Linked DNA regions of Mus musculus: all the other regions are linked to region 3. Evidence: chromatin contacts called from public Hi-C and promoter capture Hi-C data. All regions are on one chromosome and are shown on one strand. The core of a region is the stretch at or near the end of the contact, and the rest is flanking DNA. Distances in the headings are between cores, read along the strand shown. Region 1 holds the start of Srd5a3 (steroid 5 alpha-reductase 3). Region 2 holds the start of Fryl (FRY like transcription coactivator). Region 3 holds the start of Fip1l1 (FIP1 like 1 (S. cerevisiae)). Region 4 holds the start of Ociad1 (OCIA domain containing 1). Region 5 holds the start of 1700071G01Rik (a long non-coding RNA gene).

Region 1 (5,385 bases), core at 1,139-3,638, 1.6 Mb after region 3:
TTGAGTGGGGTGCTGGAAACAGGAATATGAAGTGTAAGGGTCCAAGAGTTGCTAAAGGAAAACCCCCAAAGTTAAGTAGTATGAAAAAGCAAAGAGTGTTTATTCTTTGGAAACAAACAGCATTCATTGATCAGCCATTATACACAATGGAGACCCCCGGGGAGAGCATGCAAGCTTCTTCTAAGTGCAGATAGGATAATTCTAGGGATGGTTAGGTCATTTTAAATATGATTGGCTAGGTAAGCAGCAGTTACCTTTTTTATTGGTTGCTGTATTTGTTTTGCCACTTTTGTCAGGCCTTAGATAAATTCCAGGAACTGTCTCAGTCCTGGGGCTGACTGTCTCCCTTAGCCGGATGTCAGGGCAGTTGCTGATTGGTGGCCCATTGTCTGGGGTTTTTCTGAGAAGCCTTGCCTGCTTCCTTGGGAAACTGAGGCTTAAGGCCTAACATGGCTGCCTGTTCTAAAATGGAGTGATTGGGGTCCTCTCAGAGGAGGGATGACATGAGAGTTTGGAGTTTCCTCCATGTGAGTGGGCTCAGGGGGAGGAAGGCAGACCTGTTTCCTAGCTTGGGCAGGGGATGAGCAGGGTTTCCAGCCTAACAACCCCAGAAAACTTCTTAGTTCACGGACTCAGACTGTGGTGGCATCAGTGTGTGTCCATCAGGAGCTTCCTATCTGGGGTCAGTAGATGTGTGTATGTCTCCCCGGGGAAAGCGTTGTCACACAACGGTTTCATTGACTGCTTTCTGTGTGCTCAGTCTCCATAGTTACCTACCAACAGCCACATGGCATTCTGCTGATACGGTGTTAGTGGGAGGCGGGGAGATGGCTCAATTGCTAAGATAAATACTGCTCTTGCTGAGACTCTGTATTAGTAACAATATCTTTTTGTTGTTGCTGTGATACAAAACAATGATCAAGAACAACTTACAGAAGAACGTGTTGGCTCACAGTTCCAGAGGAAGGGCCCGTGTTGTCAGGGGAGGCACGATAGCAGGAGGCTGGAGCAGGAACTCGAATGTCCTGGTTGCTTTTGTTAGTTTTGTCAACTTGACACAGGCCAGAGTTATATAACTGAGGAGAGGAAGCTTAACTATATTATTAATGATTATTGACATGGATGGGCCAGTCACACATACACACACACATACAATCTATAAATAAAAGTATTCTTTTTTTCCCCCACTCTGTAATCTTTTCTTTTTTTTTTTTAAGAGAGAAAATGGGAGTGTACCATAATTTGGCTAAACGCATCAAGGCAGATTTAGGGGTGTAGTCATTTTTCTGTTGAAAGCAAGGCTGTGATAAAGACTTGTATTATAGGGGTACACAATTGGATCCCATTTGCTTCCTCCTTTCTGAGTAGCCTGCATTACTCAAGGACCCGATAGCCTGAAATACCACTAAGCAGCTGTCAACAGGGAACCAGGCCTTCATCTAACACGTGATGGTGTTTTCCACTGATGCCTGAAAGACAGCATCTGAGCCAGATCCGTGGAGGGAGGTTTTTGGAGATTTGCTGTCTCATACCTTGCCTTCCCCCTCACCCCCACTGCCCCATGGACTCGAGCCAATGAGTGCATAAAGGTCTTCCAAATCTTTTCATTCCTAGCCATAAAGGCAGCAGACACAGCTAGTTAAACACTTTGTCCATGGAGCAGATGGGTGAAAAACGTAGGTCCATTGAGGGCATTACTCTGCTTTTCCACTCCAAAATCCAGAGTTTGCCGGAGCAGCTCCAGCCTACAGTTGACAAAGTGTAGAATTCCCTCACCGAGGTCTTTCCAGAGGTCATCCCTGAATTTACAGCGATCCCCATCTGGAGTATGCTAATGAATCTGGTGCTTCTGGTAGACCAGCGTGGTATTAAGATCCTTCGCATCTTGACTCCTGGGGGCCCCCTCTAGGGACCCAGCCAAGAATTCAGCCTGTACTTCAACCAAAATTTCTCTTCACACTTTTTCGCAGCAGTAATCCCGCAGTCAAAGTTTATAGAAACTTACACAGGCTGGTGAGAACCTGACCTCTAGAATAGGATCCCCGAAGCGCCACATGGTGGAAGGAGAGAACCAATTCCCCCCAAGCTGTCTTGGGCTCCCACCCACACCTCTTGGCATAGCTCCACTCCACTTAATAAATAGGTGTAACGTATCTCTACAAGACTTGGACTGTAGCACGTGGTCTCGCATGCTCCTGCAGAACTTCAAGTTGGAGTTGCATCTCGGAATTAGATTAGAGGCAGTACAAGTCTAAAGCGCAGCCTGCTCAAACCAGGTGAGCAGGAGCACAACCCAGCTCCTGAGCGCCTAGCCAGGGGCGGGGCCGCGCGTCCCGCCCAGGAGCCGCGTCACCGCCAAGCGCGCCGCCGAGGCGGGAGGGAGGGAGGGGGTGAGAGAAGGAGGGCGGCGCGGCGGCGCGCATCTGTAGCCGGCTCCCGGGCTATGGCTGGGTGGGCCGGGTTTGAGCTCTCGGCCCTGAACCCCCTGCGGACGCTGTGGCTGGCGCTGGCCGCCGCCTTCCTGTTCGCGCTGCTGCTGCAGCTGGCGCCCGCCAGGCTGCTGCCGAGCTGCGCGCTCTTCCAGGACCTGCTCCGCTACGGGAAGACCAAGCAGTCCGGCTCGCGGCGCCCCGCCGTCTGCAGGGCCTTCGATGTCCCCAAGAGGTAACGTCGGTGGCGGGGCGCGCCCGGCAGGGGGCAACAGAGGCGGCGCAGGCACGTGAGCCAGGGGCTGTCCCCGAGCCGTCCCCGGAAATGACAGAGCATCTCAAGTTGGCCCGGCCCCCAGGGAGCCGCCCTGACTTCTTTACCCCCAGTTTTCCGCTTCCCCTCCCCAGAACTTGAGGTCGTGGAAATTCATGGACTTGGAGGCAAGTTCTTCCTCGATTTCCGCAGTTCTCAGCCCGATCTGTCACAGTCAAGAAAGAAGTCCAGAGTGTGCTCCCCTGGGGCTGTGCAGACATCACTAACCTGCATCTCCACAGGTGCTCTGGCAAACTAGCCCAGTATGCCCTGCCCCAACCCATCCCGGAAGGCTCAGTAACCAAGTTGTGAAATACTAAAATCTTCCGGGGTACATATGGACTCCGCTGAGAATATGTGAGACCCGCCACATGGCTTTCCTTTCCTTTTCTTTCTTTCTTTCTTTTTTTTTTTTTTTTAACTCCACGATGAATTCAGTATGTAGATGGAGAAGTCATCTTAACACAGTATTCTAGATAATAAAGCTGTGTCATTTTTTTTTATGAAATTCATCACGCATTTGCATTTAGAATTGAATTGGAAGGAATGTGATGGGTTCTGACGGATTCATCTAGATTGCTTTAGAAATCTGTAGCCGTTGCCCACCTCTGCAGATGGCGGTGGGGCTATCAACTGGCCCCAGCTATGTCCTGACTGTTGGAGGGGGTCTTTCAGGGGGTTAGTGTGAGAGCAGAGTACCATGTCATTGTGAAGAATGAATGGTAAAGAGATTAAGACCCGGAAGAACTCTTCCTTAGAGGCCCAATTTTAAGACCATCCTACCGTCCTCTTATCCTCGGGTTTGATTGGCCTATATCCCTTATGCTATATAGCAATTTATTTTCTGACTTTTGAGAGAGGTTCTAGTGTCCCCAGAGTTCAAAGCACACTTAAAAATCACTTATACTCAGTCTCTCTGGATGGGACTCCTCAGCTGCTACACTCAAGTCTGCCTTTGTGTGACAGCCAAGAAAGAGGTGGGCCTTCCCTGTATTCATCCCGGTAACACTTGGTACTCTGGGCTTCTTCTAATTCTTAACAGTATTGTGAAATAATTATTCTTTCCTTCTTCCAGAACTCAGAGCAGAACTTCCCAAGGTGTTCAGGTGCTCCGAGGTGACAGGGCCTATTGTTTTTCCCTAAATTGAGTTGGTTTTTGTTTGTTTGTTTTTCCTTCAATACTGGAGAAGGTCCAACAAATCCAGGCCTATAAGGAAAGGCATTTTTAATTGAGACAAAGGTTTAAAAACAAAACAAAACAACCAAAACGGGAATATTTGCATCAAAACATTGTCCTTTGTAATGGCTGCCCCCCCCCCCCCTTTTATATGAAAAGGGGATAACTGGAGTTGACAAGTTTTCATTTCCCTATTTCCAGAGGACCTCCCATGGCATTGTGCTTAGCACATTCATAATGGGGAAATTATAATAATTGAGTTAGAGAGCACTACCACAGCGGAGTTGCTCGTATGTCACATGCTAAGGACTTGAAAGCCTTTCTCCCCTTGATCCTCATGACAGACCTGGGAGGGACCTGCCATCTTCAACATTTTCATCCATGTGTTCACAAATTCAGGCTGGTTGTACAGTGAGTGTGGCGGCTAGCCCTTGCAGCCTGCCTGTCGGTGTAAGATGCCGAACTCCTGACCTCCAGGGTGCCAGGCAAGCTCTTCCACCTTGCAGACCTGAGTCCTGTCTGAAAAGTCCAATGGCAGTGGATTACCCTGGCGGGAGACACTTTGTAACATCTCGGCTAATCCAGATTTTATAGTATTTGGTAACCTTAGCTAAAGTGCTTCCGACTTAAACATTTTTGAATAGTTTCTCCTTTTGCAAAATGTAATGACATCGCCAGGAATGAAAATAAAAATTAAGTTGGTGACTTCCACACTTACAAACAGGCAGCGCAGAACCCCGTTTCTGCACATAGGGTAGTATTTAGGTCCTTTCGCTGGTAATTATTTCTCCTAAGGAAGCAAGAATAAAACCTAAGTCAGTTCCTGGAATGTTGTTTCCTATTCTCCAGCATGGGATCTATTGTTGGCTTGCTTGTTTGTCTAAGTTTTCAGGGTGTTTGCTTGTCCCCCTCACCGGGCTCATGGTAAAAGCTCAGATACAGTATCTTCAGTAAGGCCTTCCATACCTGCCTTACTTAAAATGATAATTCTGCATCTGCCAAGAGTCCTTTTTCCTCCCTGCGTTCAGCCATAGCCCATAACAAACACCCAAGTAGTTGTTGGTCAAAGGAGTACCCACACCATGTATAGTCATAAAGATAGCTGTGTCCTACTCTCAGGACTTGGAAAACGGCATTTCTAGGAAGCAAGTTACAGAAGGAGGAAAACGGAGGAACAGAAGGAGGAGCATGTCTTAGCCAGAAGGCAGTGAGGATTTGAGATGTGCATTTTAAGTCTTTATAAAGACAAGCAAGGCCGGGCTGTGATGGCGCACGCCTTTAATCCCAGCACTTGGAAGGCAGAGGCAGGCGGATTTCTGAGTTTGAGGCCAGCCTGGTCTACAAAGTGAGTTCCAGGACAGCCAGGGCTACACAGAGAAACCCTGTCTCCGGAAAAAAAAAAAAAGACAAGTAAGACAAAGCAAGACATAGGACCTCCTATAAAGACCAGAAAGTGTTTCCTGTGT
Region 2 (6,031 bases), core at 946-3,445, 1.3 Mb before region 3:
AACACAGGAGAATTAAAATAATAAGGTGGAACAAAAATGGATATTATCAAGGGAATTCTCTCTCAAGTATCAATGTCTCAAGTTGGACTTGTTTCCCAAATATAGTTTCTGTGTTATTATTGTTGAGATTGGGAACGTTCAGCATTCACTCAAGAGTTCTTAGACAGTAGCTTAAAGATAAACAAATTTTAAAATCTGCATTGCCTTAAAGGAAGGAAAAAACCCACCCGGGCCAGGTGTCTCAACAAAATTCATTCTTGCAAAGTACAAAATACTGTAACAGAGCACAAGGCAACCAGGATCAGCGGCTACATTTGAAAATAAGAAACAAAAATAAGACCAAAGAATCATAGGCCGGATGCTACTTCCTTGATAAGGCTGCAGCTTGCCGCCTCCAAGCGCTCTACAAACCATTGCTCAAGAAACTGTCAAAATGAAGGCTTATGAAAACATTCTTTTCTAAATAAGGACTCCAACAAGGGATGTGTTGTTTCTAGCTATGATTTCTGCTGCAAGTATTGACAAGTTCAACACCGGCAGAATGTTCACAGTGCAAAGACCTCTTATTTGATTCACCAATAGCAAGAGTGCCTGCCTGCAAGTAGTTACAATGCCTGCATTCAGTAGGGGAGATCAACTTTATGGAAGGCACCTGCTAGGCGGAACAGCAGTTTATAAAACCAACTTTTATTTCCATCAAAAGTTGTTCATTGTTCCCCCCCCCCCCCAATCCTACAGACCCTTCTACCCTCCTCGAAGAGCTTCTGTCGTGGAGTCCCGGTAATACTTTCCCTAGTTCAAAGGTTAAAGCACATTTAGTTCTGTCTGAAGCTCTAGCCCCTCAGCCATTCCCCCACCCGTTTATTTATTCTTTTATTAACACAGCAACCTGGGACTTATATCCTCGAAAGTCTACAAGCAAAGCGATTGTAGGTAATGAGGAACAAAGCTGGACTAGTAGTAAAGCATTCAGGCCCCAGATCGCCTTAGATATCGGCCTCTGCAGACGCAAGAAACGAGGCTCGGCCGGGCCGGGAGAACCTGCCGCCCGGAAGCAACAACTCCCATTAGAAGGCAAAGAAAAGTTGCACGGCTGAGCTCCGGACCGCGAGGAGCCAGCGCCGGTGTCTGCGAAGCCGGTGGCCCGGGCTGCACAGGCCCGGCGGCGGGCGGTGACTTTGGCGTCCGCCGGGCCGACCCCGGCTCCGGAAAGGCGCGGGTCCGGGGGTGCGCCGTCGCTTCAGGCGGAGTGGGCTCTGCGCCCAGGTCCGCACCCCTCCCAGCACCGCAAGCAGTGGGCGGAGAGACGCGGCGGAGGATCGCGGACAATGCCCGGCCGGGCCGGCAACCTCGGCGCGCAGCGCGAGCCCGCCGCCTCTCCTCCCGAGGCCGCCTGCCGGCACCTTCAGCCGGGTCGGATGATCAACCCAGCAGTAGCGCCTGCCGCCACCGCCCCGCCGCCCGCTTCCTCGCCGGGCGGTTCCCGGGTCGCGGTGAACCCGCGGCGTGCGAACCAAGCCGGCGCGCCGAGCGGCGCAGGGAGCGCGCTCAGGGCAGCCGGGCGCGCGGGAAGAGCGGAGCGAGCGTGGAGACGACGGCGCGCGACCAGGGCAGCCGGGAGCGCGGGGAGAGCCGGGCACGGGCCGGGAAGGAGGCGCGCAGCAGAGCGGGGCGCGCGGTGCTCCCCCACGGGTCTGCCGCAGCTCCGACGGGCTTTCGGTTGACCCCGGCTCAGTACCGCGCCCGCGTCCGTTAGGAGCCTCCCCAGTCGGCGCCGCAGCCGCCCATCCCGGTCCGCCTCCCTCGCGGCTCGCAGCAAGAAGGGCAGCCGGGCCAGGGCCGGGGACCCGGGATCCCACGGCCGACGGTCGGCGGGCATCCCGGATCCTACGGCCGACGGTCGGCGGGCATCCCGGATCCTGCCCCCGCGCTGGAAGAGAAAGTGAAATGAAGCGCCTTTCCCCAAACAGCACCTACCAGGTCCCCAGTCCCGTGCAGCTGCCTCGTTCCTCCAGCGCCGCCGGTCCCCGCCCTCGGGCCCCAGGCTCCGTTCTCTTTGACAATGGCGCGTCCCCTTTAAGGAATAATCCGATCGGGACCGATTCGTGGTTAAACCTCCCTCCGACTCTGATTTTAACCGGATTTCTGTCTCTCCCAGAGCCCGACGGGCGCCCGGCAGTGCTGCGAGCTCTGCCCACCCCTTCTCTGCCCCGCCCACCCACTCGCCTTCCTGATTGGCGAAGGATACTACACCAGGAACAGCGGTCCTCGCCCTCCACTGGCCGGCCTCCCCGCCGCTCAGAGTTTCCCCACCTTCGCCCCGCCCCCTCCCCCGGGTTGGACCTACCTCTAATCACTCTCGGTCCTCGCCTCCAACGTTGCTTTGGAGAACTGGCAGTCACGGCTCACCCTCCCGCCTCCGGAAAGCTAACTTTATTTTTATTGGTAGAAAGACATCTTCCTGTGCACCTGATTGGGTAAGAAAAGGCAAGTCTGCACGCCCCTTACCTTTTATCACTCTCCCTGGACGGCTGAAAGACAGTCGTAAAGTCTTCCCTATTTTGGCACCCTCAAAGCCTCTGTACCTTTAAATGTTGGTAGAGGTCGAGCACAAACAACCTATACTGAGGAAGGCGGGAAAGAGAGGTGGAAAGGATGCAAAAATCTTCAGATAAAAAGCACACCACAGCAGCTGCGGGATCCTGAGAGCCCAATCCTATTTCGTGAATGGAGTGAGAACACCTGAAATCCTAATACTGGCTCCTGAGAATTAATCAAGTTCACACTCCCTGTCTACTCTGCTCACATCCTTGACTTCCTGGCTTTACGCACCCGGAAGAATTAACGAAGGTGTCTTCAAACCCAGGGGTTTCCTTGTTTATCTTGCAATAGGACGTTCAGAAAAGCGTTAAGTTCTTCCCATTAGAAGTTCCGTTTAGGTCACGTCCTGTGTGTCATACTGGCATTTGCGCGGGACTATGCTATTTTTTATTATTTTTAAAAATTGTTTGGAAAGATTAAACATATATTCCTCTTTGCTGATATTCTCAAAGTTCCTCTTGTTACAAATGTGGACACCAGAGGGCTAGTCTTTGAAGGACAGTGGCACCTTTCCGGGGAAAGCACATCTACCCAAAGGAAGAGGGAGAAGTCTCGCCAGGAGAAACCTGAGTGGCAGAACCCTGCTCATTAAAGGAGAGGAATCCTGCGACAACCTCGGGATCTGCATTAACTTAGCACCAGGTTCCTACCCCAGATATAGGAAACGAAGGTTATTTCCAAAAAACCTGAGTGTGGTTATGGCTTTCGGACCCGCCAAGAAATAGTAAGGAACAGGTTAAGTGTTCTCTCTATTTTCTATGGTCTTTGATACTTTTGACGATCCTTTGACGACGTCAGAGGATCCCTACAGGTGCAGCAGTCACCTCCAGTAGTGCCAAGAAAGTGGCTGTGCCCAATGCCGCCCTAGACCAGACCAGCTTAGAGAGAGGGAAATAAGCATAGACAGTTGAGAGATAAGGCTTTTTTCCTGAACTCAGAGAGCCATTATTATCGAGGAGCAGTAAGAGAGGCGGGACTTGATTGGTGTTTGCAGGTCCTTCCTTTTAAATTGTTTGTACATTTTTGCAGCAGTGGGAATGAATTTAGGGACTCATGCATTCAAGGTAAGTCCTCTACCAGTGAGCTAAAGTCTCAGCCCCTCACGATTGTCACACGCTGAGACAAGAGATGGGAACCTAGCTGTTTTATAAGGCCTTCACAAATACAAGCACCCAATTACGGCCTTTAACTAAGCCCCCTTTCCAACCTACTCCTCCAGATACAGTCATCCCTCTTTCCCATATCTGCAAGGGAATTTCTTCAAAGACCCCCCACCCCAGGGATACCCTAATCTTCCGTTATTCAGGTCTCCTATAAAATCACATGCCATTGACATGTAGCATGCAGAGTCCTCTACATATTGAAAATAAACGCTGGAGTGTCTCTAATAGCTAACACAATGTCAGTGCTATGGGACTCACTATTGTACTGGATCACTGAGAGAATGATGACCAATAACATCTATGCATGTCCAATGCAGACGTGATCAGGGTGGGACTTGCTACATAGTGCACGCCAACAATAATTTAAATCCCTCGTCCTCCCAATATTTTCCATCCATGCTGACTAAATCTGAATGAAGACAAGGAACCTGAACTTGTATGACTTCACACTTGTACTCACTTATACCTGTACATGTGCGCAGTCAACTGTATGTCTGTGTAACCATCCTTAGACGTGTAGGCACATATGTGTTCTTTTTCAGGATGCTCATTTATTGCTTATACACTTGCCTTTTGGGTGTGTGTTGGGTTTTTCCTTGGCTCTGTTTTGTTTCTCAGTGCCAGGGGTGGAATTCAGAGCCTTGTGCACGTTAAATACACACCCTGCTGCTTAGTTATAATCCTAGCTCTTCGATAAGCTTTGAGGCGTCTTCTGGCTTCTAGTCATCCACGAGACTATAGTAGAAAAGACTGTTGTAATACTCAGGAGAGAGGCACCTGGTGTAAGTGTATACACAGCTGTAGCTTTTGTGTGGATCTCGGTAAAGTTTTTCAGCTCAGTCTAAGCCCCTGCTTTATGAGGTCCAGCTAACCGTGCTCTGCTCTGCCCCAGCACCCGGGGCTCGTGGCCTCAGAAGGCCGGCCGTAATTACTTGTAGGCTCTCTTTTTCTTTAACTGACTGTGGCAAGTTTATCACCTTTCACACAGAGTTATTTTAAGATTGTTCTGCGCTTATCCATGACAGACCTATTCAGCCCATTTCAGCCCACACACATGGCATGGAGGCTGGTATTGAACTCACTATATGGCTGTAGATTTCCTAGCACTCCCCGTCCTCCTACCTCCATCGCACCACATGTTGGGATTACAGGCATATACCACCATGCCTTCCTAGGAAGAGTGGTTTTTAATGTTCTATAGCACAATTGGGTACATACAGTTGACAAACAAACAAACCAGTCAATGGAATACTTCAGGATAGGTAGTCGAATTTATGCTCTCAACAGTTAAGAAATGATACTTGTGTCGGGAGGAGACAGAAACACCAATCACCCTAGGTGGATCTTAATATATTAAACGCAGCTGAAAAATAAGTGTATTTGCTATCTTTAAGTTTAAAATTAAAATGCATATTTTGAAAATAGCACAAGAACAAAACTTCTGGGAAGATTCCTTGGTTTCTTAGAGAAGGCCCAGGTCTCCCACTTTCCGAGTTTAAATGTGTTTTCCCGTTAACTAGCTGACATCCACTGAGAGCAGCACTGAAACCAGCACTTACCAGTTTACAGTCCAGCCTGTTCTACTGACTGAGACATAAAAGGCCCCGCACTGGACTTCCTAGATGGATTTCCAATTCCATCCTGCTTACAATACTGTAGGGGTGTAGACATGTACTGGGTATCATCTAAGCACTTGGACAAAACAAAGAAGCCCCTTCATAACCTGACTCCAGGCCTCCTCTCAAGTTTCTTCCTGATCATTCCTCCTTGACAGTCAAGCCTCAGTGCCTGTAGCCATATGGTGTCCTCTGTGAGTCTCACCTTCCCTCCTTTCCTTCCTGGAGGACTTTCCTAGCCATCCATCGAGTGGCTGGCCCAGGACAGGGCTTTGCTTTCCTTATGAGGCCCTCCCTGATTTATTCTTGGTGCGACTTTCTTACCACGTGGGTACTGTCCTAATGACAGGCCTCACACTGAAGACAGAAGCGAGACGCTTCTCTTCTGTCTCTTTCACCATCCTTGTTTGCTCTGGAAGAGCAAGGCCACACGTGTGTGACTTTGCTTCCACACCATTTACTGTGCTAGCTGGCCTCACAAAAGGCTTTCTGGGAGTGCACAGGAAACTGAAATGATGAGGGAGAAAAGTCAGCTCACAAGTGAAATCCAGTCTAGGCCTGAGTAGCATTCTAAGAGCATTGCAATTTCATGATATTCTGTTGTAAATCTATCTTCGGTGCCAAGGTGTTACCCAGGCTGTCCTCCTACAC
Region 3 (5,953 bases), core at 1,293-3,792:
CTATCTGCTTTATTGTGATTAACTTACTTCACCTAACATCATTCATCTAGTTGTGACACATGGCAATTGCTTTCATTTTAAAGTTTTATTCGTGTGTTTCTGTGTGTGAGAGAGTGTGTGTGTATACAGTTGGGTTTTGACCTCCCTAAAGCATATGCCACCATACCTGGTCTCTTGGCATGATTTGAGCAGTAATCTATTCATTGTCTAATTCTTATAGCTAAGCACTCCTTTTCATTACTTCTCAAAAGTATACTTCACAGCCGGGTGGTGGTAGGTGGTGGCGTACTCCTTTAATCCCAGCACTCGGGAGGCAGAGGCAGCAGATTTCTGAGTTCGAGGCCAACCTGGTCTACACAGTGAGTTCCAGGACAGCCAGGGCTACACAGAGAAACCCTGTTTCAAAAAAAAAAAGTATACTTCATATTAAATGATATCATTATTATTGACATTGTTCTGAGATGGAGTCTTACTCTGCTAGCCTGAGTCAAGCTCTAGCCCTGGCCTCCAGAGGACCTGGAAGGACAGGATGCACTGCCAGGCCTGGGTTAGCAGCAACATCACCATCATCATTGCTTAGAACAGCAATAAATAATGAGATGGCAAATAAGTATACTCAGGATAAATGTGATATTGTAGTGAGATGAGTTCATAATATAAGAAGCAAGAGACAGTCTATAAAATAGTCAAATTATTTAATGTCAAAGTTTCCCATGGCAAATGGAGAGATTAATCCTAACCAAGGAAGCATATCCATACAAGGATTCAGTTTAGGAGGAAAGAAGGAAGGAAGAGGCTTTGAAGGATGGTCATTAGAGCTTTATGAGCTTCTCTGCTTTGTAGAAATCATTTTCAAAGCTTAGCTCAAGTGCTACCTCCACCACGCAGGCCTCCTACCGCATTCACCACCATTCATTAATCAACTCGTTGTTGATGTCTAAACTCTTTGTCTAGACAATGATTTGAAAGACAAACTCTTTTCCAGACTGGAAAGAAAAGCAATTCACTCTGCAAAAGACAATCAACTCTCTCATGAAACCACCCAATTTTACTTTAGATGCACTTAACAGTGAGAATGGAGCTAACCACGGTGTGGTGGTGGTAACTGCCCACGGTACTCTCAAGCAGATAGTATCAAAGGCCAAAAGGATATGGTGCACCATACAACAGATGGAAGTGAAAGTTAAACAAGACGAAGGCAGATTTGGCCTAGTGAAGATTCTGGGGAAAGTGGCTATGTAGTCAATAAGACTTGTGGTCTAAAAGAGAGTTTAGCTCTGCTCTACTCCCCTCACCCCAACCCTGCTCACCCCATCTGCATACTCAGTTTATCTACATTTGCCTTTCACTCTACTCCAAATGCAGTTGGGTGCCTGGAACTTCTCTGTCTCTGGGCCTTTTGCATGTTCCTAATCTCCTTGTCAAGTAGCCCCCATGCAGAAACCCACAGAGCTTACAGCCCTTCTCCATTAAGGGATCTACTTATTTTAATTAATTAATTAATTACCACGTGATATTAGATTATACCTCCCTTTTAATCACTTGGCCGTGGGTCTTTTTACAGCTACTATTATTTTTAAATCCTTATCAACATGATGTGTCTATCATCTTCCATTAGAATAAAGGCTTCATGAAAGAAAGGATTTTTTTTTTAACCGCCAATCTATATAGTCTTGAAGAGTTCCTAGTACTTGGGTAGACTTTCATACATATTTGTTGAATTCAGGGAAGATTTTTACGAGGAAATTGTACACAGAAGTTGAAACAATTTAAGAATTTCCTACAGGGGAACAGGGCATAGCAAACAAGAGTTCAAAACTAAGAAGAATTAAAACCCTCGTGATCTACTCAGGTAACGAGGAATCAAGTGATACAGATAAAGTCTAACGCTCGACCCTCCTCATCAATCACTAATTAAGAAAATGCCCTGCAGGTTTGTCTACAGCCCGATCTTATGGAGGTATTTTCACAACCAAGGTTCCCTCCACTCAGATGACCAGTTTAAGTAACTTAAATAAAACTTTCCGGCCACAGAGTCTCCCTGTATAGCCCAGGCTATCCTGGAACTCACTATGTAGACCAGGGTGACTTGTCTCTGCCTACCAAGTGCCACTATGCCCAATACTAATAATTTTTTAAACAAAGAGAACGCATCCTTTATATATTAAATTTTTCTTTTGTTGGTTGTTAAAATTTCGACGAATTGACAATTGTGGTTCAGTCAAACCCGTGCGGGATGCTGGCCTTCAGGATTTTAAAATAGACTAGTGGAGGGAGAAAGGCAACAGGGACAGAAAAGAACAATGGTGTAGCAAAGGGAACTGGGGAGTGGGAGGAAGGTTGGGGGAAGGGAACTTCAAAGAAGACCAGAAGCCCCAGAGAAAGCCACTCTTGAGAAGCTAAGCTAGAATCCTTGGGGTGGGGCGGGGAGGGGGAGGAGCCAATCGCGCGGCGCTTGCGCAATGAGAGGCCCAGGTGCCCGCCGCCGCGGAAGCGTAACCACCTAGAGACGCCGCGCCGCTTGGGTGCCTGCGGCGCATGCGCAGACGGATCGGTCGCTGACTCTTCAGGGTCGCCGCCTCCACCGAGGTTGGCCCCAGATTTGAGTCTCGCGCTCTTCGTTCGCTTACCGGCGGCTTCCCTCCCATTCTCGCGCCCTGGGACGGCGAGGCTGGAAAAAGGGGTTGAGAGAGCTGTTGGCCGCCGCCTTTAACTTGTGCGTGGGGCGGCCATGTCGGCCGGCGAGGTGGAGCGCCTGGTGGAGCTGAGCGGCGGGACCGGAGGGGATGAGGAGGAAGAGTGGCTGTATGGCGGTACGGAACTTCCTGTCTGTCTCCCCGGTTCTCTCTGGCCTTCCTCCCAGCGTTTCAGGCCCAGGCGTCCGAGGCCTCTCGTATTGGCCCTAACCGGCCTTGGTTAGGCCGAGTGCGGCCTGCTCCCGGCCTTCGCCCGGACCCGCAGGCACTCACCGCGCGGTGGACGCGGGCCAAGGAGGCCGGGCAGCCCTGCGTCGCCCTCCTCCGCACCGCCCGGGCCTCCTCGCTTCTGCGCTCTCTATTCATGCTCTTTATCGATTCTGAGCCGCTTTGGTGTCTCTCTTGCTCAGTGGCTATGGGGTGCCCCTCCTCGTCCCTTTCTTTCAGAAACCGTCATTCTGTAATAGCAGCTAAATAAAGTCAGTGCAATGAAACTAACGTCTTGTTTCTTGATGGTCAGTTTGTATGGGATGCACCTGCAAGGGTACCTCCTTGTCTGAAAGTCGTGCTTTAAAAGTATTAATTAAAAGAAACAGATGAAATACACTGTGGTCCATAAAGAAAACCCTGAATTGTGGCCTGTATTAAGGTGAAGTGTTTTGTTTTTGTTTTTATTTTTTGTTTTTTGCTTTTTAAAGAGCCCTGTATAGTCCACGTCATAGTTGTATCTCGTGACTCTTCCCATAGGCTTGTATTCGGTGTTTTGTGTTTGTGTCCCCAAATTTAATGCGTCATGTACTTTGTTTTTGTAGGGGACATGTCTGATGTCTGAGTTTTAACTTTAAGTCGTAATCCCCCTTGGCTGTTATACCAGATTTGAAAGTATTTTGTTCTTTCCTAGAGCATACATTCTTGACATAAATTTCATAGATTATATAAAAGTGAACGTTAGCGTCTTAAGCAGCCTTTTAGTAATGAAACTCCGATAAACTTGTAAAATTGATTATTTCTTTAGTGGAAAGACAGCATCGGTACTACCCTTAAAATGTGAAATGTGTGGGGTTTCTCTTAGCATGATGTGTAAATCCCCTTGTATTTCTTTCCATAAGAGATGTGTCTTGCTTATGAAGTGATCTAACTTTGGCTATGCTTGTAGGCCCGTGGGACGTGCATGTGCACAGTGACTTGGCAAAGGATCTAGGTTAGTGCTTGTGATCTTCCCTTCAGATTTCTATACTACTTGTTGCTTAAGCTTGGTTTCTTTATTTACTTTATTTTATTTTATTTTATTTGGTAGATGAGAATGAAGTTGAAAGGCCAGAAGAAGAAAATGCCAGGTTGGTGAACTCTCTCCTGTTGATGTCTTACACAGATTGCGATTCTAGCAAGTTGTCTACTGTTTGATCATAATCCTTGGCGAAATTGCATTTTGACCAAAGTTGAAGGACTGTTTCTACTTGTGGACCAATCCTGTCCTGTTTTCTAGTAACGTATAGGACAATTTTTTGAGTTATTAGGTACTTGCCAACTTTTCACTGTAGAGTAACTTTCACCCTTAATTGAGCTTAGAGGTGTACACAACATAGTTGGGTTTTTGTTTTGTTTTGTTTTTCAAGACAACGTTCTCTGTGTAGTGTGCATAGCCCTGGCTGTTCTGGAACTCACCTTGTAGAGCGGGCTGGCAAGAAGATCCACCTGCCTCTGCCTCCCACGTGCTGAGATTAAAGGCAAGAGCAACTTTATCTGGCTGAGTGTAGTTGTTAAATTACTAAGAAAAAAAATAATTTACTGTAAGAATTAAAATAACTAAAAATTGTTGCTTTCATAGTTTGTTAGTGTTTTTATAGTGTCACTTACTTTTGGTATAATTTCTTATTTTTCTTTTCTTTTCTTTTCTCTTCTTTTCTTGGAAACAAGCTCTTACTGACAGGCCTGGAATTCCCTTTGTAGACTAGGCCAGCCTTGAACTCAAAGACATCTGTCTGACTGCCTCCTAGAGTGCTGAGATTAAAGACGCGCCACTATGCTTGGTTTGGCTGTAAACTAGTGCTTTATATTTTAAATTCATAATGGAACTAGTTTTTGAAAGGAAACTATGCTTGCTACTATACCATGAACAGAATGGATGCTATTTTTTTAATGTTGATTTTCTTTGTTATTATACAAAACAGTATTTTACAGAGTGTCCAAGGAACCAGACATTTACTCAGAATGTCACTACATCTAATGCATATAAGTACATGTCGTGTTAGCTTTAGTTTGATCTGGTGACTGTCTGAAATGATGAGGGGAGGAGTGATCTTGAACAGAGCAATTAAGGGCCAGAGAAATGGCCCAGTTGGGGACATTCATGCAGCATAAGATGTGGACATGAATGAATACATTCTAGGAGAGACTTAAGACAGTTAGTACTCACTGTCTACTCTATTGTTGAACTCTAGGTTCAGTGAGAGACTGGAAGAGGGATTTGGAAGATACCTGATGCCTTTGGCTTCCACATGGCTTCCACATGTATTCCCCCCTCTCCCCCCGCCCCAAACACACACATACACACGAAGCATTTAAAGAAGATTTAGGTTTTCAGAGTGGAGGAATTAATGCTTCAGTCCTAGCATGATAGCTCTAATCCAAAAGGCAAATAGCTCTAATGAAGACATGGAGAACCTGGGCTGTTTGTACACTGTTGCTGCTATTATAAAGTGATGTCTCCTTGGGAGCTTCCTCAGATGTTTAAACAGTTATAATGAATTAAGCAGTCCTACTCACTTTAAATTAGAGAAATAAAAACATACATGAACACAAGAATTTGAACATTAGTGTTCTTAGCATCAATCATAGCTGGTCCGTAAAATGGAAACGACCTACCTGTCCACCAAAACAAATTAATAGGTTCATTGCAATGTACCCTTATGGAAGTATTTCCTGGTGGAAGGAAGGAAACTGAGTATTGACTTGCTACAGTATGAGTGAACACGTGACATGTGACATCAGTACATAAAGTTTCCAGAATAAGCAAATCCATAGAGAAGAAAAGGCCAGTATTGTGGGATAGGAGAAAATGGGGATGCCGGGTGATGTATACTTACTTCTTTTGGGAGGCTATCTATGTACACAGTCTAGGATTTCACAACATGATTGTTACACTGTGTACAGAGTCTATCCCTTTAAGTATAGTGTTTAAATGGGTGGATGTGAATTATGTCTTAATGGAGCTTCTAAAATGAACACAGGTGATGGAAATCCATTACAAGTAACTT
Region 4 (5,642 bases), core at 623-3,122, 1.2 Mb before region 3:
CACAGAGTGCTGTAACACACACACACTAATACAAATTAAAATTAAAAAAAGAGTGCAGCTAAAAAGGGAAACTTTGATGTCACTGAAGTCAAGAAGAAATTCATTAGATTGCTTGAATTTTTATGAATTAAGGAATACTCTGACATATTCCTTTAATAATGGTTTCACAGTAATGTCTAACAGGCTAACAGGGCTGGTGCTATACCTTGGAAACTAAGGACACTTACTGTCCTTCAGATTATCTGGGTTCAATTTCCTACACCCTCATCAGGTAGCTTACATCTGCCCGTAACTCCAGTTCCTGTACCTGTGGGGGTATACATGGTACACATAGACTCATGCAGCCACACACAGAAATAAAAATAAATAAATACTTAAAAACAAATAAAGTGACTTCTGAAAAACAAAAGTAATATCTAACAGGTAAAGCTGGGCTGATACCGCCTTGGCTATTTGCTCAATGAAGATATTTGAAAGAGTGCTTGTTAAAGACTCTTCCAGGGATGTCTCTATTCCTCTCAAAGAACAATGGCAAATGGAAGGAATAATTCCATCAAGTCATGCTTGGTGAACTAATGAGCTTAATTAAAGTTACTTTCCAAATCATGGGCAGCTTGCCAGCTATGCCTCTTAATACATCTTTCTCCCAAGCATATATGCTCAATTTTGTACCTTTGAGAAAAGGATGTGCCTCTGAGCTCTTGACTCTTCAGGAGGGCATGTTCGTGGAAGCAATCTTTTGAGGGTCTCCAGTGGGTACACCACAGCTGCTCTGATCACAAGGATGGAACCCAAGGCTTTCACAGCTGAGCTTAAAGTTCCGTGATTTCTGGTGATCCCCACGTTCCTGGTGCCATAGCAAGGGTCTAAGATGGTTAACAAATCCTATCGCCTTTCTCCATTGGATGGGCATCAGCTTCCAGGAAGGCTTTGGAGCTCACCCAAGTTATGTTTGAGTTCGTCCTTAGTGTGGGGTTCAGGAGCCATAGAGGTCTAGCCATGACTCCGGATTCATGTTTTACATGACTTTCTCTCTTAAATAAGCATACAGACAAGTTCGTGGATGCCATAGAACCAGTGAAAAACATATGAAATGAGGAATGGTGGGAAGTCTGACAATTATAGGAGTTCATAACTTCGTGGGCTGGAGCTATCAGAGGTATCAACGATATACTTTCAGGACTTGGTTCAGTATACGCACTCAGTAAACATGCCTAGGATCAGTGTAAGAAATGAATAGTTGGTGGTTAGGAGTGGCAGCCTGAGCTCTGACGAAAAGTTGGTCTCCTAGCATTAAAATATAGTCTCCTGGTAATACAGCCCCAGAGCCTAAACTCCTTTTCAGACTTGTTTTAACCCAAAACTGTGAAACACACATTATTTCTGTTATTCAGATGAGTAAATTCTGAGTCTCCGAGTTGGAGTGTATCCTGACTCTAGTGTTAGAATCAATCGGACACTAGACTGGAGGTTCTGACAGTTAACTTAAGAGTTCACGCTTAAAATTCACTACCTAGCCTAGAGGCTTAAAGCATAAGAAAATTTCTGTAAATCTTAAAATTAGGGAAGTCCAAGGAAAGTCATGGGATAAGGAGGGGACTTGAGGATGGAGGGGTTCCAAAATGTCCCTACTGGCTTGTCACTGAACAGTCTCTGGGGTATGTCACAAGAGCATCGAACCTAGAGGCAGAGCTGAGCTGCAGGCCTTAACTCGCGCAGCCGCAGTGCAGCTCTGGAGCGCCGCGGCCTGGGGCGGGGTGGGGGGCGGTGAAAGGGGCGGGACTAGTTGGACGGGGCGTGATCGACATCCGTGAGTATTGAGAAACTGGCCCGCCGCTGTTTCCCAGCGCTGTCCTGACGTCATTTCCCGTCAAGGGTACTGCTTCCGGGTGTCGGCCTGCTGGCGCTCGTGTGTGGGTGACATCTTGGCGATCGCTTGGAAGCTGCCCTCTTTCCCCTCCCCGCTTCCCGCGTTGTCCGCTGTGCCTGTCTCTGGGGTCCTCTCCCGGCCTCTACCCCGGGTCCTGCTCCCAGCGTTGCCGCCTCCATCGTGAGGTGGGTGTGGTGGCGCGGCTTTCCGCCAGTCTCCCACCCTCGCCCGCAGCCGCCATTTTCCTGCCCGGAGGTGTCCGGTCGCACTGCGGGCCTGGGCTCTGCTGCAGCGCCGGTGACTCGGGCACCGGGAGACCTGCATGGAGGGGTGGGGAAAGCCGCGATGGCCGAGGTGGGGTGGCAGGTCAGGGACAGGAGTGCTGGCGTCCGCGGCTACTGCCTCGCTTGAGCCTTGTTCTTTATGATTACAGCTTTGAGCTGTAGTGATCAGACAGGTCGCACTGCCCTCCAGCCTCCCTGGGGACGAGATTTTCTTTCTTTCTTTTTTTTTTTTTTTCTTTTTTGGTAGGGTTTTGCAGTTTGAGAAGCTTCCTCTGAATGCTTCATCTGTCCAAGAGTTCAGTTTACCTTTTCTGAAACCTTTTTCTTTGAAGGGATATAGGTATGCAATAGGTGATGATTTTAGTGACTAAACGAATTACAGAAAGGTGCTTTGCTGTTGGCATCCAGTAAGTCATACTGCGATGCGTTTGTTTCAGCGAAGACGTACTCCTTATTTTGTCTGAAATGCTGAGGTCTAAGTTTAAAGGAAGGCGAAAGAATATATTTGCTCTTGGATTTTAAAATTTATTTAAGATGTTTGAAGATTACTTGGGCTGGTACAGGGAAGTTTGCCATTAGCGTAGCTACCTGCAGAAAATGTGACGTCATTATTTTTTGACTGCTGAGTTAGGGGATACAATGCAGTTTCGTTTTAATTGGAAACCTAGAAGTGACTTGAGGTTTTTCCCTAATCATTTGGATATGGTTGTAGTTTTTGTTTTGTTTTTGAGTCAAGGTACAGAATAATGTGAAATAACATAACCTAGCCTTAGAAGGGAATTTTTTTCCATTGTTTTGATGTACCCGTTTTTCAATCAAAGGGTCGAATGTGAATAATTAGTTCAGATATGTTTATGACCCTTTTTCATTCAGTTATTTTTTTATGTCAGGTAGTTGAAATGTAAAAGTCGGGGCCTGAAGAGATAACTCAGCAGGTAAGAGCACTGGCCCTTGCAGAGTTTCCAGTACCCACATGTCCTATCACAGTATCACAACCATCTGGAACTCCCAGTTCCTGGGGATCAGGTGTCATCTGATCTCAGGCACCAGGCATGTTAGTGTATACAAGCAAAGCACCATGCACGTAAAATACAACTAACTGTAAAAATGTTTAATGTTCAGTAAATATTTGTTGATTTACAGGTAGACTGGTTAGGGGGGTTTATTCTGATACTTTGTAATATTTGGATATAAATGTTTCTGATACAGGAACTATGAATGGGAGGGCTGATTTTCGAGAACCGAATGCACAAGTGTCAAGACCTATTCCCGGTAACTTTTTAAAAAATATTTATTTATTTATTATATGTAAGTATACTGTAGCTGTCTTCAGACACACCAGAAGAGGGCATCAGATCTCATTATGGGTGGTTGTGAGCCACCATGTGGTTTCTGGGATTTGAACTCAGAACCTTTGGAAGAGCAGTCAGTGCTCTTAACTGCTGAGCCATCTCTCCAGCCCCTCCTGGTAACTTCCATATTAAGTATTTATAATTTGTAACACTTTCTGGGTAAGGACATTTTATTTGCCTGAGTAACAGAAATCGGGCTGGTCTTATGGGTGTGACATAGTCACACACGCAGCTTAAATATTCTCTTGTTACTGTCTCTAAATTTCTTATTATCTGAACAGGGGTGGGGGTTTGTTTTACATATTTTCATTTAGCACCGTGTCTTGCCTGTCTGACTAGTGGGTAGTAAGAATAAATTCTGTAGGAAGTCAAAATTGATTTTAAAAATAAGTGACAAGCCAGTTGTCTTAGTTTTATTTTTTAAATGTTCTTGTTATTAGTAGACAAAGCTAACTTTTTAGGCTTTTGAGAAAATGACTTCCAATCTTTCTTTAAAAGACATAGGAGGCGGTTATATTCCGACAGAGGAGGAGTGGAGACTCTTTGCAGAGTGCCATGAAGAGTGCTTCTGGTTCAGATGTGAGTTATCCTGTCTAAGAACTGTTTTAAAGAATGTTCTTGGGTGGTTCTGTGGTACCTGTGTATGTGCATGTGCAGAGGGAAGAAGGCAGTGAGAAATGGTCTCTCTGTGTAGCCTTGGCTGTGCTCGAACTCGATCTGTAGACCAGGCTGGCCTCAGCTCACAGAGATCCTTTGCCTCTTGAATGTTGGGATTAAAGGCGTGCGTCTCCACCAACACCTGGTCCATCTTTCTCACTGAACCTGGAGTTTCCATCATTTGGCTAAATTGGCCAGCCATGAGCCCGCAGGATCTTCCGTCTCTGCCTCCTTAGATGTGTATTGGTGATCAGAACTCAGAGCCTAGTGTTTGCAGTTCATGCACATTACCACTGAGCCATCGCTCCAGCTCTGGCTCATCATTTTTTCTAATTAGCATAATTCCATCCAAAACCTTCACTTACAAACTTGACCTAAATGCATGTTTGAAAGTATAATTTATAGACTATATTGGGACACTTTTGGGATATTGTGGTTATTACTAATAGAGATTAAGGAAATTGTCAGTAGTAATAGCATGAAAATAGGTTAGTAAAGTTCTCTCCCTTTAGAGATGAAGGAACTAAGACTTAGAGGTGTTAAATGTGTCTACTTGTGTTACGCGGTAGCTGGTAAGTCACTGTTGTTTCTCCAAGTCAGGTGTGTCTGAGTCACAGGCTTGGTTGGGGTTTTAACTCTTACATTTAATGACTGCTGTAACAACTGGTGCCTTTGTTGCCTTTCCCTATAGTGAGGAGTTATTAGACTATCAACTCTCGCTTTCTGACTACAGATCTTATGATTAGGATAATGATGTTGTTTGTCTATTGTAGACCTGGCTGGCCTGGAACTCACTTTGTAGACCAGGCTGGCCTCGAACTCAGAAATCCAACCTGCCTCTGCTTCCTGAGTGCTGGGATTAAAGGTGTGAGCCACCATGCCTGGCTGACTGTAAGGATTTTTAAAGCATCTTTATTTTTATTTGATATGTGTGGGTGTTTTGCCTGTGTTGTATGTCTGTGGGCTACATGTATTCAGGGCCTGAGGAAGCCAGAACACGGTGTCACTTCACTTGCTACTGGAGTTAGAAACTGTTTTGAGCTACCATGTGGACGCCAGCCCTCGGGAAGAGTGGTCAGTTCTTTCAGCTGCTGAGCCATCCCCCTAGCCCTGCAGGATATGATTTTAAAAAGGGGTAGAAACAAAGAAGGAAGGGCGCTGGAGGATGGCTCAGTGGGAAAGTCTGCCAAGCTTTGAGTCCAGTGTATAGAATCCACTCAAGGGAAGGAGAGAAACCACTCCCAAAAGCTGCCTCTGACCTCCATAGGAATGCCATAGTAGTATTCCAGTTTTTAAAGGATGTAAAATGGCAGTTTTCTAAAAGGTTAATAAGAGGGAATAAATAAAAAATAAAGGTCAGATGATAACATCAAGATACTTAATTTATAAGAGTACTCATTTAAGGTATACTATTTGTCTGGGGAAATAAATTTAGTATGGATGGTTTGCATTTATGGTGCAACAAATTGTTTCCAAAGA
Region 5 (5,970 bases), core at 514-3,013, 1.4 Mb before region 3:
GGATGAAGGAAAGACTAACCATAACCAGTGACTGGCCCAACTCAGACCCATCCTATGGGTGGCCAAACCCTGACACTATTACTGACGTTAGGTTATGCTTGCAGACAGGAAGCATGGCTGTCCTCTGAGAGGCTCTACCGGTAGCCGACTTAGATACAGATCCTTACAGCCAACCATTGGACTGAGGCCAGGGACCCCTATGGAAGAGTTAAGGGAAGCATTGAAAGAGCTGAAGGGGATGGCAACCCCATAGGAAGACCAACAGTGTCAACTAACCCAGATTCCTGGGCGCTCCCAGAGACTAAGTCACCAACCAAAGAGCACACACAGCCTGGTCTGTGGCCCTGGGCACATACGTAGCAGAGAGGACTGCCTTGTCCGGCCTCAGTGGGAGAGGGTGAACCTAATCCTGTAGAGACTTGATGCACACTGGGAAGGGCGCTGGGGGGAGGCAACCTCTCAGAGGCAAAGGGGAGGAGGGATGATGAGAACAACTCTGGGAAGGGGGACTAGGAGAGGGGAACATTTGGAATGTAAATAAATAAAATAATTAACGGAAATTAATTAATTAATTAATTAAAGTCCATATTCAGAAGCTGGTATGTTCCCCGCTAAGAACATGCATCCATAGCTTATTAATTCTAACCCCTCAATACTCTGCTTCTATCGTGTGTGAATGAAATCATTTTCCCCTTACTAGTTAGTTCAGTGTTTCTCTTCTCATTCAGCCATAACAGATAGCAAAACTAAAACCTGCGCTTGTTCTACCAACAGCCGTTTCGAAAATGTTTATTTATCCTCATCTAAACTATTCCCACCAAAAACAGTTTCTAAACATAGAAGCCCTGGGGCAGCTCTGGCGTGTGATCCATGTTTTTCACCTGAAGTCTACCACAGAAAGATTCTATAGACTAAAGCTCGAGGAAGACGAGGAAGACAACCCCCACTAAGACGACCCCCACTACTTACTCTGCTAGAGGCTTCCAGTTACAATGCTCTTGACTCCGACCTCGGAAGCTCGGCTCAGAAACCATTCTAAACCCCGGAGATAAGGCAGTATTTAATGAAGATGCTGGAGGTTGGGTTGGGGAAGGTGATCATGAGGCCCCACAGTTAGCAGACAGCCCTGGGCAGGTGATGCTGGGGCAGTGAGAGGCAATTCTCTTTGGGGCGTGGCTCTTGGGGAGTTGCCAATGCTCTAGTGGCTGGCACCACACCCACGTGTGTAGGAACAGCACTGAACAGATTCAGGCGGTATTAACAAGAAAAGAGAAAGGCATGGATTTGGAAAGGGTCTGGGATAAAAGCTGAGGCAGGAGGACTGTAAGCTCACTGTCTGCGCCACACAGTAAGCCCTGATCTCAAATAAAGTAAACGTGGGAAATTTACAGCTCGGACAGAAAAGCAGTGCATGCCACAGTCCAGTTAAGCAGGGTGTGGTCGCTAGACCCAACGAAGGCACCGAGAAGCCACTGGTTTACAAGGCCACTGACCAACACGAGCTTAGAAATGCAGCACTGCAAATTTGTTTCAAGGACTTTCCTGGGTAGAGTGCTTTTCAAAACAGAGCCGGGGAGAGGGGGTGCCCTCCACAAATGCCCTGTAAAATGTTCCAAGGCTGCTATGGCTGTGGTTTCAGCAGGCCCAGGTACAGCTGGTACTGACAGTAGAACTTGGCACCACCCACATGATGGTGGCTGAGCGGGCACTTGGAATGCAAAAGTTACAGTTACCCTAGCAGCTTCCACCAAGATTCCGAAGGACAGTCTGAGAGGGTCAAAGAGTGAGCAGTAAGACCCTTCACCTAGTGCACAGCAGGGCAGACTGCCAAGTCTTGATAGTGCAAGGATGCACAGATGTTGGCATAGAACAACACCTACTACGGGAAGCTGCAGACAACCTGAGAAACCTGTCCAAGAGATAAGCCCTACGCAATGAGTGAGGCCCGTGAGACAGGGCAAACCAGACCCTTGGGAACCATTCCCCAGAACGGGCCCCAGGTCCTCCATGAGGAGCTTTGGGATTTAATGCTTGCTCTGCTGCCTATCTAGCCTTGCCTGGGGCCAGCCCCTCTTAACCATTTTCTTCCTATTGCTGGCTTCTGAAATAGCTCATTCTGTGCCTGCCCAGACATGTAACTTAGCAATATATATTTCAGTTTGATTTGGAAGGGGGGGGGGCAGGAGATGAGGGTTGATTTTGCCTTCAGCTTCAGAAGAGACCATGAATTTGGACTTTAGGGAAATGTTGGAACACAGTTTTCACTGTGACATAGATTAGAAACCTCTGGGGCTGGGATCGGAAGGCTACAGCTTAGATGTTAAGTGTGTTATGGGTTTGGTTCAAAGGGTGGCACGATTGAGGGGTGGCACAGTGGCTGAACCAGAAGCACTCCCTAGGGAACCGTGGGTCTCTGACTACTCCCTCCCTCTTCCTTTCTAGGTTTCTGCTTTACCATGTGACTCCAACAGAGGCCTAGAAACAGTGGGCTAATCCAGCCACGCTCTAGGAACCATAACAAACCCTTTCTCTTTATAAGAAATTGGCTCAGGCATTACGATGAAAAGCTGTGTAACACAGGCTTTGAGGCATAAAACCGATTTCTATTAAATGTAGAAACAAAATGAAGACACTGATTTCTGCTTCATTATTCTACACCACTCTGGAGGCTACCTGCAATATAAGTATGCAACAATATGGGAAATTTGTCCAGGCAACAGTGGAGCACCCTTTAATCCCAGCACTCGGGAGGCAGAGGCAGGCTAATATCTGTGAGTTCAAGGCCAGCCTGGTCTACAGAGCGAGTATCAGGATAGCCAGGGCTACACCGAGAAACTCTGTCTTAAAAAATGAGAGGGAGTGGTTGTACAAGCCTGCAATCCCACCAACAATGGAGGAGTGTTCCTCTTTCTCCACATCCTCGCCAGCATCTGCTGTCACCTGACTCTAGCTGCATATGTATGGAAAGAGAGGCCCATTGGACACGCAGACTTTGTGTGCCCCGGTACAGGGGAACGCCAGGGCCAAAGGGGGGGAGTGGGTGGGTAGGGGAGTGGGGGTGGGTGGGTAAGGGGGACTTTTGGTATAGCATTGGAAATGTAAATGAGCTAAATACCTAATAAAAAATGGAAAAAAAAATGAGAGGGAGAGAGAGAGAGAATTGAATCATTCTTATAAATATTTGAAAAACTAGATGGAACTTTCTATACTATAATTATCAAGAAATAAGGATAGTTTTTTTTTTTTAATCTTCCATTTACAAATAGAAAATTAAGTGGAGAACAAGTTAGAGTTTATGTTTTAACCCTGCCTGGCTGTGTCTGGGATTCATCCCATACACACGCCACCCTCAGTCTTGGTCAGAGAAACATCTTCAGGAGCAAACTGTGGTTATGACAACGCCACCTAACAAGTCAAGACGCTAAGGATAAGAGACCAGGAGTCTCAGCCATAAACATGACGCTGTACCGAGGCTCAGGGAACACCCCGGAAAGAAGAGGCAGAAAGGAGGAGCAGGCGGATGCAGGGATGCTGAGAAGTGGCGCCTTCTGCGTGTGATGTGACCATTGTGCTCATGAACGCACAGCAGTCATGGTTCCCTGTACAGGCTCAAGCTGGTCACGCTGGGGAGGGGGTGGGGAGAGAGGTCGCAAGCCCCACTCCTAACTGAACAGCTGCAGACAGCTGTTGGCTGCTGGGGATGGGGTGGGGTGTCACACCTTTGGGTGGGTTGTGTGTGCCCCATGGATGATGTCACGCTATTGCAGGGACTGGGAGCCCTGACTGGACTTGGGCTATGTTTTCAAAAATGAAGGGGACGTGGAGCTGGGAGGAAGACATGGTGGGGAAGGCCAGGGGTGACTGAGAGGCAGTAGAGTTGATAGGATCAAGATGCATTATATACATGAATGGAATTCTCAATAAGTAAAAAATACCATACACCTCTTTTAAAAACTCATAGAACTTATAAGGCATCACACGGAAACCACAAGGATTTCTCAAAGCACATAAAAGCACTGGACACACGGAAAGACATATCTTAGATAAGATGATTTAACAGAAGTGCCAATAACCCACAAAATTAACATATTAGCATCATTTAAATTAAATTTTCTACATTTCTGTCTAGGTGATATTGGGGAAAACTATTAGTGTCTAGAGGAACAAATTTCCCAGACATGCCATGGATGTTAGGTTCTTAAAAATGCAAAGAATAGCCAGGGATTCTTATATATAATAATAGCAGCTCACACCTTCAATTCCAGTATTTGGGAGGCAGAGGAAGCAGATATCTGTGAGTTCAAGGCCACCCTGGTCTACATAGTGAGTTCCAGGGCAGCCAGGGGAACATAGACTCTACTTGAAAAAACAAAACATTAATATTTTCTAAATCTGATAACACTATATTATAATAAAATACAGCAATAAAATATCCTACAGATCTATATTCAAAAACTAAAGTACAAATGGACATGAAGTTTAAAATTAATTTCTCAAAGCTTTAAGAGCTTTTGTGTATAATCCAGGCAAGAAAGGACTAACAAGGAAGGAAAAAAAATCCAAACTATTTATTTTAAAAAGAACAACATCTGGACTCACAAGAGGGCTGAGCAGGTGAAGGCTCACTCCCTCAGGTCTGATTCCTGGGACCCACAGGGACAGGAAGGGAGAGAGAGGCAACGCCTGGCAGCCATCGTTTGAGGTGCACATTCCTACACACACCAACGAACACATAAAATGTAATGAAAACAACTTCAAAATTGCATCTGACCACACAAGCCACTTACAATACTTACGGTAAGCAATACCACAAACAAGAAAGGGAAAATTTGGAAAAAATGCTTTTATGTATGTGTGTATATATATATATGAGAATGACAGACAATTTAAAGCATTCGGTGATCTAATTTGAAAGTAGTAAGAAAAAGCAGCGCTGTGGAGAAGCAGCAGGTGGCCAAAACTTATGTGAAGAAAAACATAATGCATAACAAACGTGGGGGTGAAGTTACCAAACTTAGTACCACCCATGCAGTCAATGCAACCACCCTAGTAATGATATGTAACTGTGTGTGTGTGTGTGTATGAGTGTGTGTGTGTATGAGTGTGTGTGTATGTGTGTGAGCACTCTGGTGTGTGTGTGTGTGTGTGTGTGTATGAGTGTGTGTGTATGAGTGTGTGTGTGTATGTGTATGTGTGTGAACACTCTGGAGTGAGAGTGTGTGTGTGTGTGTGCATATGTGAGAGAAAATATATTTATCAGATTGGCAGATAGTAAACAGAATAATTGTAGCTACTGTGGGAGAGACACTAGGAATTAGAAGACTTTGCACACTGCTGACTGAGGCAGAATGCCACCTCAGCACTGCCTCAGAGGGACGGGAGTGCTCCGCTCTGCACAGATCATGAGTGTGCTGGCCCTACAGCCGCCTGCACATTTTTCCATTCAACCTTCAAATTAGCATTCACTCTCCATGAGCTGAGAGGACAGACAGCGAGCGACCCGGAGCCAGCATTACCGCCCGCTTGGTGCGTTCCTCATATCCTTGTGGTAAATTGGTGAGCCTCCTAAGAAGAATCTATCTGCCGCACTATTTATTATTACTCTGCCACCCTCTGAGAGACATTTCAGGTCCATACTCAGCATTCTGGCAAAGCTAAGCCTCCCGACTTGATGCTCGGCTCTGCGGGCCAAGCCTTACATCAGAAGCCAGACTTACCAGAGCTGGGGTCCTGGCAGCCCAAGTTTCTGGAAGCTCCTATAAGTGAATGTGTCAGGGACCACTGCCTTATGCTGATCTAAAGAAGAACAAGGGCTCCTCCGTACGATGACTTCATTTAAAACTAATTTCGATCACTATGTTTCTAAAGCTCCCTACTTAGGAAACCCATCCTATAATACCACCGATGATTCCTGCCAGGCAGTCTGGGGATACGTAAGTAACTAAGTCATGGCGCATAGCCCGAGCATGA

What was found. Promoter capture Hi-C pulls out the DNA fragments that hold promoters and counts their contacts. Hi-C and Micro-C count contacts between places; a contact is called where the count stands out from the background. Capture Hi-C pulls out chosen DNA fragments and counts their contacts.
Region 1: a promoter capture Hi-C map of pre-B cells shows a contact between it and region 3, with 2.8 times the contacts expected there. The contact joins the promoter of Srd5a3 here to the promoter of Fip1l1 in region 3. A contact is called at or near these places in 2 of 39 promoter capture datasets (liver and pre-B cells), 1 of 484 Hi-C or Micro-C datasets (CD4 T cells), 2 of 115 datasets of contacts at active chromatin or transcription factors (astrocytes and pro-B cells) and 3 of 9 other capture datasets (adipose tissue, liver and macrophages).
Region 2: a contact with region 3 is called in a Hi-C map of B cells, with 5 read pairs. The contact joins the promoter of Fryl here to the promoter of Fip1l1 in region 3. A contact is called at or near these places in 3 of 39 promoter capture datasets (hippocampal neurons, liver and pre-B cells), 1 of 484 Hi-C or Micro-C datasets (B cells) and 1 of 115 datasets of contacts at active chromatin or transcription factors (cardiomyocytes).
Region 4: a promoter capture Hi-C map of liver shows a contact between it and region 3, with 2.1 times the contacts expected there. The contact joins the promoter of Ociad1 here to the promoter of Fip1l1 in region 3. A contact is called at or near these places in 3 of 39 promoter capture datasets (liver, neutrophils and pre-B cells), 3 of 484 Hi-C or Micro-C datasets (CD4 T cells, embryonic stem cells and neutrophils), 1 of 115 datasets of contacts at active chromatin or transcription factors (thymic regulatory T cells) and 1 of 9 other capture datasets (liver).
Region 5: a contact with region 3 is called in a Hi-C map of B cells, with 5 read pairs. The contact joins the promoter of 1700071G01Rik here to the promoter of Fip1l1 in region 3. A contact is called at or near these places in 1 of 39 promoter capture datasets (liver) and 1 of 484 Hi-C or Micro-C datasets (B cells).

Annotation. Positions count from the first base shown.
Region 1 is chr5:76,137,885-76,143,269 of GRCm38.p6, forward strand. Srd5a3 (steroid 5 alpha-reductase 3) reads left to right here and starts at 2,389. Exons shown (of 6, transcript NM_020611.4): 1 at 2,389-2,664. The coding sequence starts at 2,444.
Region 2 is chr5:73,254,423-73,260,453 of GRCm38.p6, forward strand. Fryl (FRY like transcription coactivator) reads right to left here and starts at 2,196. Exons shown (of 63, transcript NM_028194.2): 1 at 1,978-2,196.
Region 3 is chr5:74,532,949-74,538,901 of GRCm38.p6, forward strand. It overlaps Fip1l1 (FIP1 like 1 (S. cerevisiae)), which reads left to right and starts at 2,543. Exons shown (of 18, transcript NM_001159573.2): 1 at 2,543-2,813; 2 at 3,853-3,897; 3 at 3,994-4,033. The coding sequence starts at 2,732.
Region 4 is chr5:73,290,922-73,296,563 of GRCm38.p6, forward strand. It overlaps Ociad1 (OCIA domain containing 1), which reads left to right and starts at 1,873. Exons shown (of 9, transcript NM_023429.4): 1 at 1,873-2,055; 2 at 3,364-3,426; 3 at 4,005-4,085. The coding sequence starts at 3,369.
Region 5 is chr5:73,155,255-73,161,224 of GRCm38.p6, forward strand. 1700071G01Rik (a long non-coding RNA gene) reads left to right here and starts at 1,764. Exons shown (of 2, transcript XR_377011.4): 1 at 1,764-1,938; 2 at 2,443-2,624. All of the region lies in intron 3 of Fryl (FRY like transcription coactivator), which reads right to left.